Regions from separate parts of the Zea mays genome. Here region 1 is linked to region 2. Evidence: chromatin contacts called from public Hi-C data. All regions are on one chromosome and are shown on one strand. Each heading gives the region's core, a stretch centred on a gene start, on an enhancer-like site or on the middle of the called end of the contact. The rest is flanking DNA. Distances are from core to core; before and after follow the strand shown.

Region 1 (6,365 bases), core at 1,949-4,448, 220 kb before region 2:
CCCTGCAGTTCGAAATCAATTATTGCCTGAAAATTAGAGTAAACAATAATCATCCTGTAACATTTGTTTTTTTCAGATCCACAGCATAGGTACAACAAATGAACTAGTAAAAACTAACTGCCGTGCCCTAAAAAAGGCTGCTGTGTCGACTTTATCTGTTTTTGGTGGTTCTGTCGCTAGCTGTAGTCATGAGTCCTGTTCATGTAATGTGTTTTGTGTCTTTAGTTTGTGTATTTGTTGTTTTGGATGGCATGTTTCCTGTTAATATAATGAGCTGTGTTCGAGGGGAAAAGAATTAGCATTTGTTCATTTGATATCTGGCTCTTTATCCCATACTGATTGTCATGAGCTGTCGTATTTCAGCAAAGGGTTCACTTTCACAACACAGGGCCCTCCTTGGTTCCAGGAGTTATTGTCATGAGCATCGAAGATGCACGAAATGATAGGCATGATATGGCCCAGATAGATGAAACGTAAGCAACATTGTTATATTTATATTCCAGCCTTGGGTATTGTGTATTCTATTATATTTACTGGAAATTGAGAAGTAGTTACAATATTTTAGTTATCTGCACTTCTATGTATCTGCTACGGAGGTCTTTTGATGATGTCTACAAAGGCTAAATGGGTACGTGTTTTTTGCAGATTCTCTTGTGTCGTTACAGTCTTCAATGTATGTCCGTACGAAGTGTCTATAGAAATCCCTGATCTTGCATCACTGCGGCTTCAGTTGCATCCAGTGCAGGTAACTAATCATACACATTTGTTTCAGTTGCATCAATCATACTCTCATCAACAATAAGAAGCTGTCACAGGCTCACAGCATTGTTCTGTTACCATTGTACTCCCAGTCCATCCAGTATTCAAATTTACTAGTGGTGTTGGGAAGTGAAATTTCCTGTTAAGTTGAATACAGAACAGTTGAGTCTAAGGATTTGCAGCTTTATTAGACTAGCTCCAACAAGGAGCTCTAAAGGGTCATGTACCCTAAATTTAGAGGACGAGGACGTCATCTACTCCCTCCAGCAACGTCCTCTAAACGGTCCTCTAAATTTAGAGAACGCTGCTGGATCCTCTATATGTAGAGTTTCTCTAAACGGTTCTCTATCTATTTGAATACTTTAAACAATCGGTTTAATAAAACTAAAATATGTACAATACATTTGAGAGTATGACAAATACGTATGTACAAAAATTAAAAAATTAAAAATGTCTTTAATATAGGTATTTACGTATAGAGGACGTGATTTAGAGGACGTTGTTGGAGAGAAAGTAGATATAGGAGATGAAATCTTTTAGAGAAGACTGTAAAGGACGGATATAGATGATGTATATAGAGGACGTTGCTAGAGACAGTCTTACACTTGGCTTCTCTGTTGTCTATGTAAAACTGTGAAAACCCTCGAGTGTTCGGTCTGCAAATTGTGTCCGATTTGCAAGGAGAAATGTAAATTTGTACTTTGGAGTATCAGTTTATTATTTTATATACTATCTTATCATTTATCCAAATTGATGCGTGAAGTGAGAAAAATGGAACTGAATCAGTAAAACTTTTGACTCTTTGAGGTAATAATGTCAATATCTAATGGCTCTTGTGAAAAATTTCAGGTGAATTCATCGGATGCGTTAGCCAGGCAGTCTGCGTACGACACCGCCACAGGTCGATTCACCGTGCCGAAAAGGACAGCAGCAGTGTTCGTGGAACCCAGGTGCTGATGGATGCCTTTCGCTAGCGAGCAAGTGCATTCGGCATCCAAGTCGAAGCAAACGAATGAAATAAGAGAAGGCCATCGAATAAAACGAAGTATATAAATAGATTGAATAAGACGTTGCCCAAGTTGCCAAGGCACGCTTTGCCATATGTATGCGTTGAAAAATAAATAAATAAATAAATAAATGATGTTATAGAGGTACAAAAGCATTGGAACATTTCTTTATAGAGGTGAACCACCCTATTTTCCAGTTTCCATGTGTGAATTGTGATTAGCATATGTATGGAATAATAATATAAATTAATTTTATGCATTTGTGTGTTGTGTCGTGGATGACAACATCAACATATTGCTTCTACTTGATCTCTCTATAATTTTTTTTGAAGAAATACCTAGTCTAGATGTAATATCGTAATTCCCTAGCTACTATATGATATCAGGGCGTTCATTAGTTCGCAGGGCAGAAGGTGACGTCATAGCTGGAAGGTCCGGAGCAGGTGAAGGTGCTGGTGGCGTCGTCGTAGGCGTAGCTGTAGGCCGACGGGCATGCGCTCTTGAACACCTGCGAGTAGTTGGTCGGGCCGCACATCGCCGGCGTGCCGTACTGCCCGGTGCAGCAGTAGCGCGCGCTGCCGTAGGCGATGCACGCGCTCTTGCACGCTACGACGCCGCCGCCGGACGATGCGACGACGCGGAGGTCCCCGGGGCACACGGCGTTTACGTCGCCCGCGCAAGCCGCGGGGCGGCAGTCGCCGCCGCCGCCCGAGGGCGCCACGCGCACCGGCACGTTGAAGCCGTCGACGAGGCTGACGTCGTAGAAGTCCGGCCTGCCGCTGCCCGGCGCGGCGAGCGTGACCTCGACGAGCGAGACCGGAGGCGCCGGCCCGCGGCCCTGGCACGCGACGTCGCCCGTGCCGCAGTCGGCCGTGGCGCAGGAGAAGCGCCCGGTGGCGGGGTCGGCCACGCAGCCCGTGCGCGCCCACAACGTGCCGGACCATGTCCCCGACGACGGCGCGTCCATGCTGGACGTGGCGGACGGCGCCAGGTAGAAGCCCGACCGCGCGAGCGGCGGCGAGCTGGCGCCGTGGAGCGCGCCCACCCACACCGCGTGCTTGCAGGCGTTGGTGAAGATGAACGACGCCGCTCCATCCACGCCTAGCGCTGAATCAGTTATGGAACAAAGAACTTGATGTGTATCCAATTTGCCACACAGACCACAAGTCCAGAACCGATGATGAATTAATCAGATTTCTCAGCAGAGACGCTGAACCAGTTTAAGATTAAAAAAATAGCACCAAACAGAGAAACACACAAACAACGTGGGAATGAAAAAGAATGCCACCGCACCCGTCAAGAGAAAAAGCTGAAGAATCAAGAGAATGGCCATTCTGTTCCTGCTAGCTCCATTGCCTTCGGCGGAGAGCTGAGGAAGAAGGTGAGCTACTGCCATGGCCATGGCGGCACGCACAAGAAACCTCGGTGGATCGATGTCGATCTCAGATCGACGCTGGTATCTGTCTGTACGTGTATTTATAGCAAGTAAAATCAAGAAGCTAGCTAGGCCCAGCATGTACGGTGGTTGTAGCTTTAGTAGATATTTAGATAGACCTTCACCCGGATAGAATAGAAGGAAGATGCGTGGATGAGAGAAAAAGGCAGGCAGGCAGAGGCAGCACATGAAGAAAACGTTTAAACCTTTTCGGCGAATTTATGTCGTTCCCTCACGCTTGGCGTGAGCTATCCATCATTCTCTTGTTCTTGCTATTGCTAGCCGTGCCGCGTGCAGCACTCAGCTGATTGCTACCTAGCTCTAGCTAGCTAGCTGTTGGCCTGTTGCAATCAGGGTTCACAGTTTCGGAAAGAAAAAAAAATGGGCATCCACCGAAATTGGAGAAATTTCGGAAATTTCAAACCAAATTCAAATAAATTTATTTTTTTAAAAAAAATAACAGAATTTCTCTGTAACTTATGTCTAATACATCTGACATCATAATTGCACATATATAAGATAGAAATGTGACTAAGTATCATAATTTACAACATCCATGACACATTGGTATCAAACCACAAACCATGTAGTGTCCACATTACAAAATATATACTAAATGTAGTCTCAAATATGATAAGTGCATATAGCATAGTTTATCAAAATAATAGCAGTCCAAAATAGTACACTTTCAAGCACATGTCATCAACAAAAGCACTTAAAAATCAATTCGTGGTTTCCAAAATAAGAATCCTTCTAGCATCGACGCTTCTTCTCCGGTGTCCTCTGCATCTTCTGCTTCTTCTCCGGCGTCCTCTGCATCTTCTCCGACGTCTACGCTTTCGTCGGAGGCCACCACAGGCAGATCCCACCGACCATTTTCCTGTCTTTGTGTTTGTTTTGATCGTAAAATTCTATCGGTAAGGTTGTATCCTCAGCACGCATGGTTCTATCAGACCGATATGAATAGTTGTATCATTTTCCTTCGATGCCTCAGCACGCACCGATATGAATAGTTGTATCATGACTGATAGGATTTCATGGCCCTGTTCAAATGATGTATCGTAAGCGATGCCTCAGCAGGGACGACACACCAATGTGAATGGTTGTATCATGACTCATGATGTCTAAGACCCCATACCTTTTTTAGGGTCGGTGTCTTGTGGCTTAGGGTGGTGATGATGTCCGAGGCATCACTCACAATACATTTTGTGGACAAGGCCAACAACAATAGGCATCGTTCACGATACAACTTGTGGACAGGGCCGACGAACCCAATCAGTCATGATACAGCCATTCACACGGAGAACAGTAGGCATCGCTCACGATACATATTGTGGACAGGGCAAACAAATCCTATCAGTCATGATACAACTTTTCATATCGGTGTGTCGTCAGTAGGCATCGCTCACGATACATCATTTTTGCCCAGATTCAACTGAAGACCAATGGATAAGTGTAATCGAGGAGGCGATCCTCGTTACGTACCTGTAGTCCGTGGTGGCTGTCACTCGCGATGCTGAGCTCAATCGGCGCCCAAAACATGTCCGGCTCTTCCAACGGCTGTCGATAAATCTGAATCACCTGCTGCTCCATCAGTGGTTGGGGAAAAAGCTCTAGGAAGAAACCATGGAGAAAATGAGAAACCAAAAGTTGCCAGGAGTAGCAACGCACCTTTGATGCCTCTGAAGCAGATGAGGCAACAAGCATGACCCCCGCGCGCTCCGCGATAGCGGGAATGGCGGAAGACTAAGGGGACACGGACAGGAGGAGAGCGAAGCTTTCGGACCCGACAGGGCAAGATAGGTAGGCGGGCGGCAGACGGTGTAAATATTCAATTTTCTAGTAAGGAATATTTGGCATCAGAAAATGGATTATTCTTCTAACTAACTGTAAATATTCCATCTTCTAGTTTGGAATTCCATTATGGAAAGGCTTATATGGTGCTTCTACCGCATGTTCGAAACCTTAGACCTCAGCTCCAGCACCGCCACCGTGGCAAAAATCAAGAAAGTGATCGAAGAGTTGGATGAGAAGTAGACGGAAACCTTTGACGCCTCTGGAGTAGGTGAGGCAACAAGCATGACCCCCGCGCGCTCCGCGATAGCGGGAATGGCAGAAGACTAAGGGGACACGGACAGGAGGAGACCGAAGCTTTCGCACCAAGCAGAGCAAAATAGGTAGGCGGTTGGCACATGGTGTAAATATTCAATTTTCTAGCGAGGAATATTTGGCGTCATAAAATAGAATATTCTTCTAACTAACTTGGTCGGGAGGGTCCAGGCACCATTGTAATAGGTGCTTGGAGGGGAGGGTCCAGGCACCACTCCAATAGGTGCCTGGACCATCACCTCCACGCACCTATTGCACTGGTGCCTGGACCCTTCGGACCAAGCACCTACTCGACTGGTGCGTGGACCCTCACGACCAAGCACCCATTGGATTGGTGTCTGGACCCTCCCGACCAAGCACCTATTGGATTGGTGCCTGGACCCTCCCTTCCAAGCACCTATTGGAGTGGTGCCTAGACCCTCGCGACCAAGCGCCTATTTCACTGGTGCCTAGACCCTAACGTTCAACCCCCTATTGGATTGGTGCGTGGACACTCCCGACCAAGGACCTATTCGACTGGTGCTTGGGCCCTCCCGACCAAGCACCTATTGGACCGATGCTTGGACCCTCCCCTCCCAACACCTTCGGTTGGGGCCTATACTAATACCTATACTAATAGCTCCTGGACCATCCACTCGGGCCGCTTCTCGCCCCGCCTGCTGTGACCCCCTATCGGACCCCACTGCTCGCCCCCTCCCCGCATTACAAATATGTAGAACCATGTCTTGTTCTTTGTTGTTGTAATACCCCGTGGTTGTGATTATTTTATCTCCATTTTCCGTCTCATTATTTATGTCAACAATTTCAAGGGCTTATGCTTCTACTGGATGTCCGAGACCCTAGACCTAACTGAGTTTAGTCTAGTTCAATTACCCAAAGTAAGAATAGAAAAGAATTCCTCCACAGAGCATTATTACAAAGCATTTTATGAAGAAAAAAGAAAAAAGGCAAAGTGAAATGCACTACGTTCACACGTGCATTGTATGACTTGGAATAGCAGTATTCAGCTGGAGTTTAGAAATCACAAGTCACAATATTTCAACATACCAAAAGCA
Region 2 (5,899 bases), core at 3,004-5,503:
AATTGTCAACTCGGTTGAATTTTAAAGAGGTAAGGCTAATAAAATAATGTTGTAAGAACAAAATTAGCATCTTTTCTTGCATAGTCGTAGATGCGAGTCCTACGCAGCGTGTCTATTTAGTTGTATATTTTATTGTGTGGTGTATTGTTTCTTTCTACGTTAAGATTGTGGAATGTATGTTTGAACTCATATAGATAATGGTCCATTGGCGGAGTCCGAAGGAGTTGCAGGCGAAGACCATGAGCAGCAGCTAGTTCGTGAAGGCAAGTGTCCTCTGACCCATTATCCTATTTACTTTATAACTCAGTATCCCGCATACCATGATCCACCTAAGGATTGACTAGCTTTCTATTTACCTTGTCCTTGATTACCTTTTGGGTTACTATGGTTAGCTTCATGCTATTGCTTTACTTTAATCAATGAACATGATGAGAATATTTATGATACGATGATGCTATCTTGATTATGATTATGAGCTTGTGATACTAAAGGAGGCTCGGGCGGTTTCTCGAGTACTTCTCCATAAGGACCTGTTCGTTGGATGACCACCTAGGAAAATAGTGCAGCCATGAGGGTGGTATGTGATGCCCTTAGCTAATTAATTAGAGGAACTAAGGTGTAGTTTGCTTCACCGTCGCTGTCAATGGGGCTCGGTGTATGTGGCTCGCTCTGCCGAGGCTGGTTTGCCCCTTGGGGAGGAGTGTGGTACATTTAGGAAACATAACGGGTGGCTACATCTTCAGGGAATCTTTGTAAAGGCTTCATAGTGAGACCCTACAAGTTCACCTTGGAAGTGATCAATGGGGAGTCATGATCCCCGGGCAAATTGGGAATCATGGCTCATGGGTAAAGTGTCCGACCTCTACAGAGGAATGAAACTGATATATCAGCCATGCTCACGGTTATGAGCGGCCTTGGGAGCTCCTTTGATTAGAGATACATATGATCTGAGCTACAGATGGGTCGAGATGCAATGATTCTATTAATGGTTTTGGTTCGATGATGATAATGATGTTCCTCGATGAGGAAATGATCCACGGGTTGGTTGTTGCTAAAACTCGGCTTCCACTAATAATAAATACCTGACCAACTAAAAGCAACTGCTTTGAGCTTAACTCCACATAAAGCTAGTCCACCTCAGCCAAACGGGACATTTGTTGAGTACGTTGATGTGTACTCACCCTTGCTTTCACAAAACACCAGGTTGCCGTTGGTGCAATCTATGCTTAGGTAAAGAAGAAGAAGAAATTGTTGATGCGGATCTCTAGGAGTTCCAGGACTTCGACGAGTTCGAGGATTAGGCTAGCGACCTCCCCTAGTCAGCTACCTGTGGTGGATTATTTATGTTGGCTGTGTTTCTATTATGTGCACTTTGATCTATATTATGTAAATGACCCTAGTCTTTAATATTATTACTTACTCTTTATTATTATTCGAAGCATTGTGCTATGATGTCATTTATGTAATCGCTGTGTACATGAAATTCTGATCCTAGCACGTACATGGTTCGCATTCGGTTGACCTTCCAAAACCGGGTGTGACACCAAGCTTGACAATGAGGATATGACTCTTATCGTTAAGAGCTTCGAGCAAATCCTCAAGCAAAGGAAAGGGAAGGAGTACAAACTCCTCTCCAAGAGGGTTTGCTACCGGTGTGGTAAGTTCGGTCATTATATTTATAAATGTCCATATGCATGTGATAGTTACACGGACGATGGCAAGAAGGGGAAGAAGAAGACGGAGAAGAAGTACTACCACAAGAAGAAGAAGGGTGGTGGGGCGCACATGGGAAAGGAGTGGGACTCCGACGAGATCTCTAACGACTCCTCCTCCAATGAGGATGCCTCCAACATTGCCATCAACAAGGGTGTCCTCTTCCCCAATGTCGTCCACAAGTGTCTCATGGCCAAAGAGGGCAAAAAGAAGAAGGTATACTCTAGAGACACCCCAAATATACTACTTTCGATGATGAGGGTAGCCCTAGTGAAAAGAATGATGATTTGTCTTCTCTTTTTGCAAACCTTACCATAGATGTGACAGCTCTCCCAAGTTATCAGAGCCACATGCACTAATCCTTGCCTTAATGGCCTCAGATATCAATGCATGTGTACTAGGTAACTTAACAAGGCTATCGAGTTCATAAACTTGAACTCATCATCCTAAGGACCTCCCACATAACAGGCATATTACAGTAATCACATTTGATACACACACATTGGAGATAGAGCGGAAGACTTTTATAAAATACACCTTACATTGCAGAACTCAAGTTTTACAACATAAAAGGGATTGAAATTATTGCAAGTCCTGATAGTCTTCAAAGTGTATAACTTAACTATAGTACTTGGGAAGGTGAAGCCTTTCCAAAAGAGATACACATAAGTAATCTAAGCTTCAAGGCCTCCACAAGAAGCTACTAATAAAGCCAAAGGCATCAAAAGTCTTTCCTACAACAACATAGGGAATAAAATCCTGAGTAGGCAATTACTCAGCAAGACTTACCCGACTAAGGAAAAGACTCTCAAGGGCATGCTAGCTTTTGGGAATCAAGGGAAAAGTTCATCAATTATCAAGGACTCCCTTTTGCATAAAATCTTACTAATAATGGATCCTTAAGCCAAGTTTTATTTCACAAGTTAGGTCATTACCTGAATCTTCTAACCTGTCTCTAGAGTTTCCTAATCTAGATCATTCACATGGCCTACACAAGATTTCTTTTAACCAAAACTTTGTTATACTTGTTATCTACGATGTAGAGCAGTCTTCAAGACCAACAAATAACGGCGATTAGAATCGATTAATACCTAGCTTGGGATCTCCAACCACACGACATATATAGCACTTAACCCTTGCATATGTCTACCCTTCCCATGGGTCATCCACTATGTGAACCGGTCCGCGCCACCTAAGAGTACGGTACTCCACCATCCAGCCACGTGCCAGGAGGGTACACGCCACTCCTGCCATCTCTCCACTCCCAGTGCGCGATTATCTTTTCACATATGGAGTAGTCGGGTTCAGGCTTACCCATGACGAGGTATGTGGCCAGCTAAAAAGTTCTCGATCAATAGGCATACAATCGGTACGGTCCTTAATCGACACAGACGGGCGACCTCTCCAGCTCAATGTGTGGTGTCGTTTTAAACTATTTCAAAACTTTGGCGCCTAATAGAGGGGCCATGCTTCAATAATGAATTCATCATCGCGATTTGATGCCTTCATTATCCAAGCTCATTTTATTTGTAAAAATATGAGTCATAGATCAAAAACATTTTTCTTATTCTATCAGCATGACTAAGCATCACTAGTTTTTATAAACAGGTAATAAGGTATGGCAATCAACCTTTCAAGGATGGTAATGTACCAAGTGTTTAATCAATCAACTCCTATCACCTAATGCAGCATATAAGTGATAATTTTTTATAAATACAAGGAAGGTGGCAAATGCAACGGGGGCTTGCCTTATTGCAGGGGAAGATCCTAAAATCCTGCTATTATGATAATTAGTTATAGGGAATGGCACCACTAGATAGTAAGCTCCATCTTCAAACACCACTTCTTCTACATGTTCTACAAGTCAATTACAAATACATGAATGTTTATATAATGGTACTCCATGCAAACTCTCACAAGGGAGAGGTGGAGCACATAAACACAACAAAACCAAGCATATGACAAGTATACCCACATTCTTATATAGTCTAACACTACATGCGAAGGACCAAACTGAAGTTACTTAGAAAAAACCAGAGAACTAAACAAACTTAAGTCTACCAAGGTTGTTACCCAACAATTTATAGATTCAAACTCCTTTTAAACATATATTAACACTAGATTTGTGAATTTAAATATTGCTATTTAGCTATTTCAAGGTTTTTTGGGCAAACCAATCCCAAACTGGTTCAAATTTTTACCAAGGGCTAATGTTGTGTTAAATAGTTTCCCCCACCAATTTTCATAATTTTTGGAGATTTAGTTTTACTACTAAAATTCATTTAATCCTTTTAAGAGCATCTTTTAGTTAGCCAAAATTTACTATTTGTTGTAAAAATTCCAAAATTAATTGTAACAGAAACTACACCATTTAATGAACCCCACAAATTTGTTTCACATTTTTCCAATTTTTCTACAATTTTTAACCTAGTTTACAAGTTATCAGTTAATTAATAAAGAAATTTCATAATAGACTGGGCCAAAATTCGCCCAGCCAGCCCAATTACCAGGAACAAAAGCTGCGCTGACAACCCAGGTTCCAGAACTCGTGTGCGTTCGCGCTGCTTTCCCCGCGTACGCCGGCGGCGGCGCTGCGTCTACTTCGACGCCGACACGGCTCCACCACTAACCCGCTGCACTAGCAAAACATATGGAGAGCGCATGGAGCTCACCGCGAAGCAAATCGGGACTTGAACCTACTCGCTACCGATTTGGACCTGGAACGCGACGGCGAGGTGAGGTGGCCACGGACAGGGTTCGCCAACGATCCGGCGGCGTTCAAACGAAAAGCTTCATGAACTTGATTGTCATAAGGGGGTGAGGGAACATGAACATAACAAACAAGCATCACCTTGGAAAGCCTTGGTCACGGCGGGGTGGGAACATTGGTCGGCGTGGTCACCAGGATGGGGAACAGCGACGACAACGACAAAAATATAAGAAAGAAATTACGAGCACGAAGAACATGTTCGTAAGACCTAAATGTTCGTCAATCTAAATGTCCGTCGACGATGCGGGGCGAGTTCAGGCAGGGAGAACAGCACAGCAAAGCTCTTACGAGCACGAAGATAGAGAGGGATAAAGGACTCGCTGGTTTAGGATCAGGGGCATGAGAAGACAGGAAGAACAATACTACACTGGTGGCCACGGTAACAGAAATAAGAACGGTGACAAGCAGTGTCTGTCCATCTCACTATGCACACACCGAGGGTTAGGAGTTGCATGAAACAGGACACGCAGTGTCTGTCCATCTCACTATGCAGGACTCATATTATAGCAGGACAGCAACTGTCTGATAAGTTATAAACTTCCTTAGGCTTAGATATTTGGAACTCAAGGTCTATCCTTACATCCCCACAGACACCCTCACATATCCACAACACCACAGGCCAAAACTAACCGCCATCAACTGTGCATAAAGATCTGGCTTATAGTTAAAAATCCACACTGAAGTTTATCGAGTCCAACATTCTACTGCCCACCTGAACCAGGTCGACCAAGCCTAACCAATTATGATCACAAAACAAACCTCTACCACCTTGCTATGGAATCTCAGAGCTAAAAGCACCCAGGTCAAAAGTTACAATGCCCCAAAGTTCCTTCCAATACACTGAATTTTCTACTTCGGCTACCTGAACACATGAACCTGACAGGATCAATTTGGAGCAAATTTTCTCCCAATTTTCAATAATAATAGGCTGACCTTAGGTAACAAAATTTGCTCACAAAACATACCTCTACAAACTTTCTGCAGCAACCCTAGGTCAAATAATCATGGATCAAGAGTTATAGTGCTTCAAAGTAAGGTGAAAATACTGATATTCAGATTCAGCTAACTAAACCAAAAGCTGAACCCACACCTAACAGAGAGAGTTTGAGCGCAATTTACTCCAAATTTAGTGCAGCACCAAATCAAACTTATTTAAGAAAACTTGTTCACTTTTGTATGATTTTCCTATAGAAACCATAGTTCATAACTCCATGGATTAGCCACAAGAAAGCTCCAAAGTTGAGTAAAACTCATGAAATTCAGTTTTAGGTAACTGAATCAAGTCTGAAATCAAAGTCTGACAGCGTGTTTTGGGCACCAATTCCTCCCAGTTCCAATTAGCTTTAGGGGCATGACCCTTACTAAGATTTACTCCCCTAGAATTAGTATCCAAGTTTGCTACAATAACTACAGTGT

Evidence for each region. Hi-C and Micro-C count contacts between places; a contact is called where the count stands out from the background.
Region 1: a contact with region 2 is called in a Hi-C map of leaf, with 4 times the contacts expected there. The contact joins the promoter of LOC100283370 here to the enhancer-like site in region 2. A contact is called at or near these places in 6 of 25 Hi-C or Micro-C datasets (bundle sheath, ear, leaf and 1 more).

Annotation. Positions count from the first base shown.
Region 1 is chr2:111,788,546-111,794,910 of Zm-B73-REFERENCE-NAM-5.0, reverse strand. LOC100283370 reads right to left here and starts at 3,198. Exons shown (of 2, transcript NM_001156271.3): 1 at 3,060-3,198; 2 at 1,918-2,897. The coding sequence starts at 3,168. The coding sequence ends at 2,161. It overlaps LOC541711 (pullulanase-type starch debranching enzyme 1), which reads left to right. Exons shown (of 27, transcript NM_001111450.2): 25 at 364-473; 26 at 646-745; 27 at 1,609-2,025. The coding sequence ends at 1,716. It also overlaps LOC103648855.
Region 2 is chr2:111,568,190-111,574,088 of Zm-B73-REFERENCE-NAM-5.0, reverse strand. No RefSeq gene overlaps it. Among protein-coding and RNA genes, the nearest start is that of LOC103648849, 29 kb to the left of the region's middle. Within about 2 kb of position 4,253, at least 3 of the 20 cell types and tissues checked have an H3K27ac peak or open chromatin away from gene starts, as enhancers often do. A contact at or near this core is called in leaf, where this site is marked.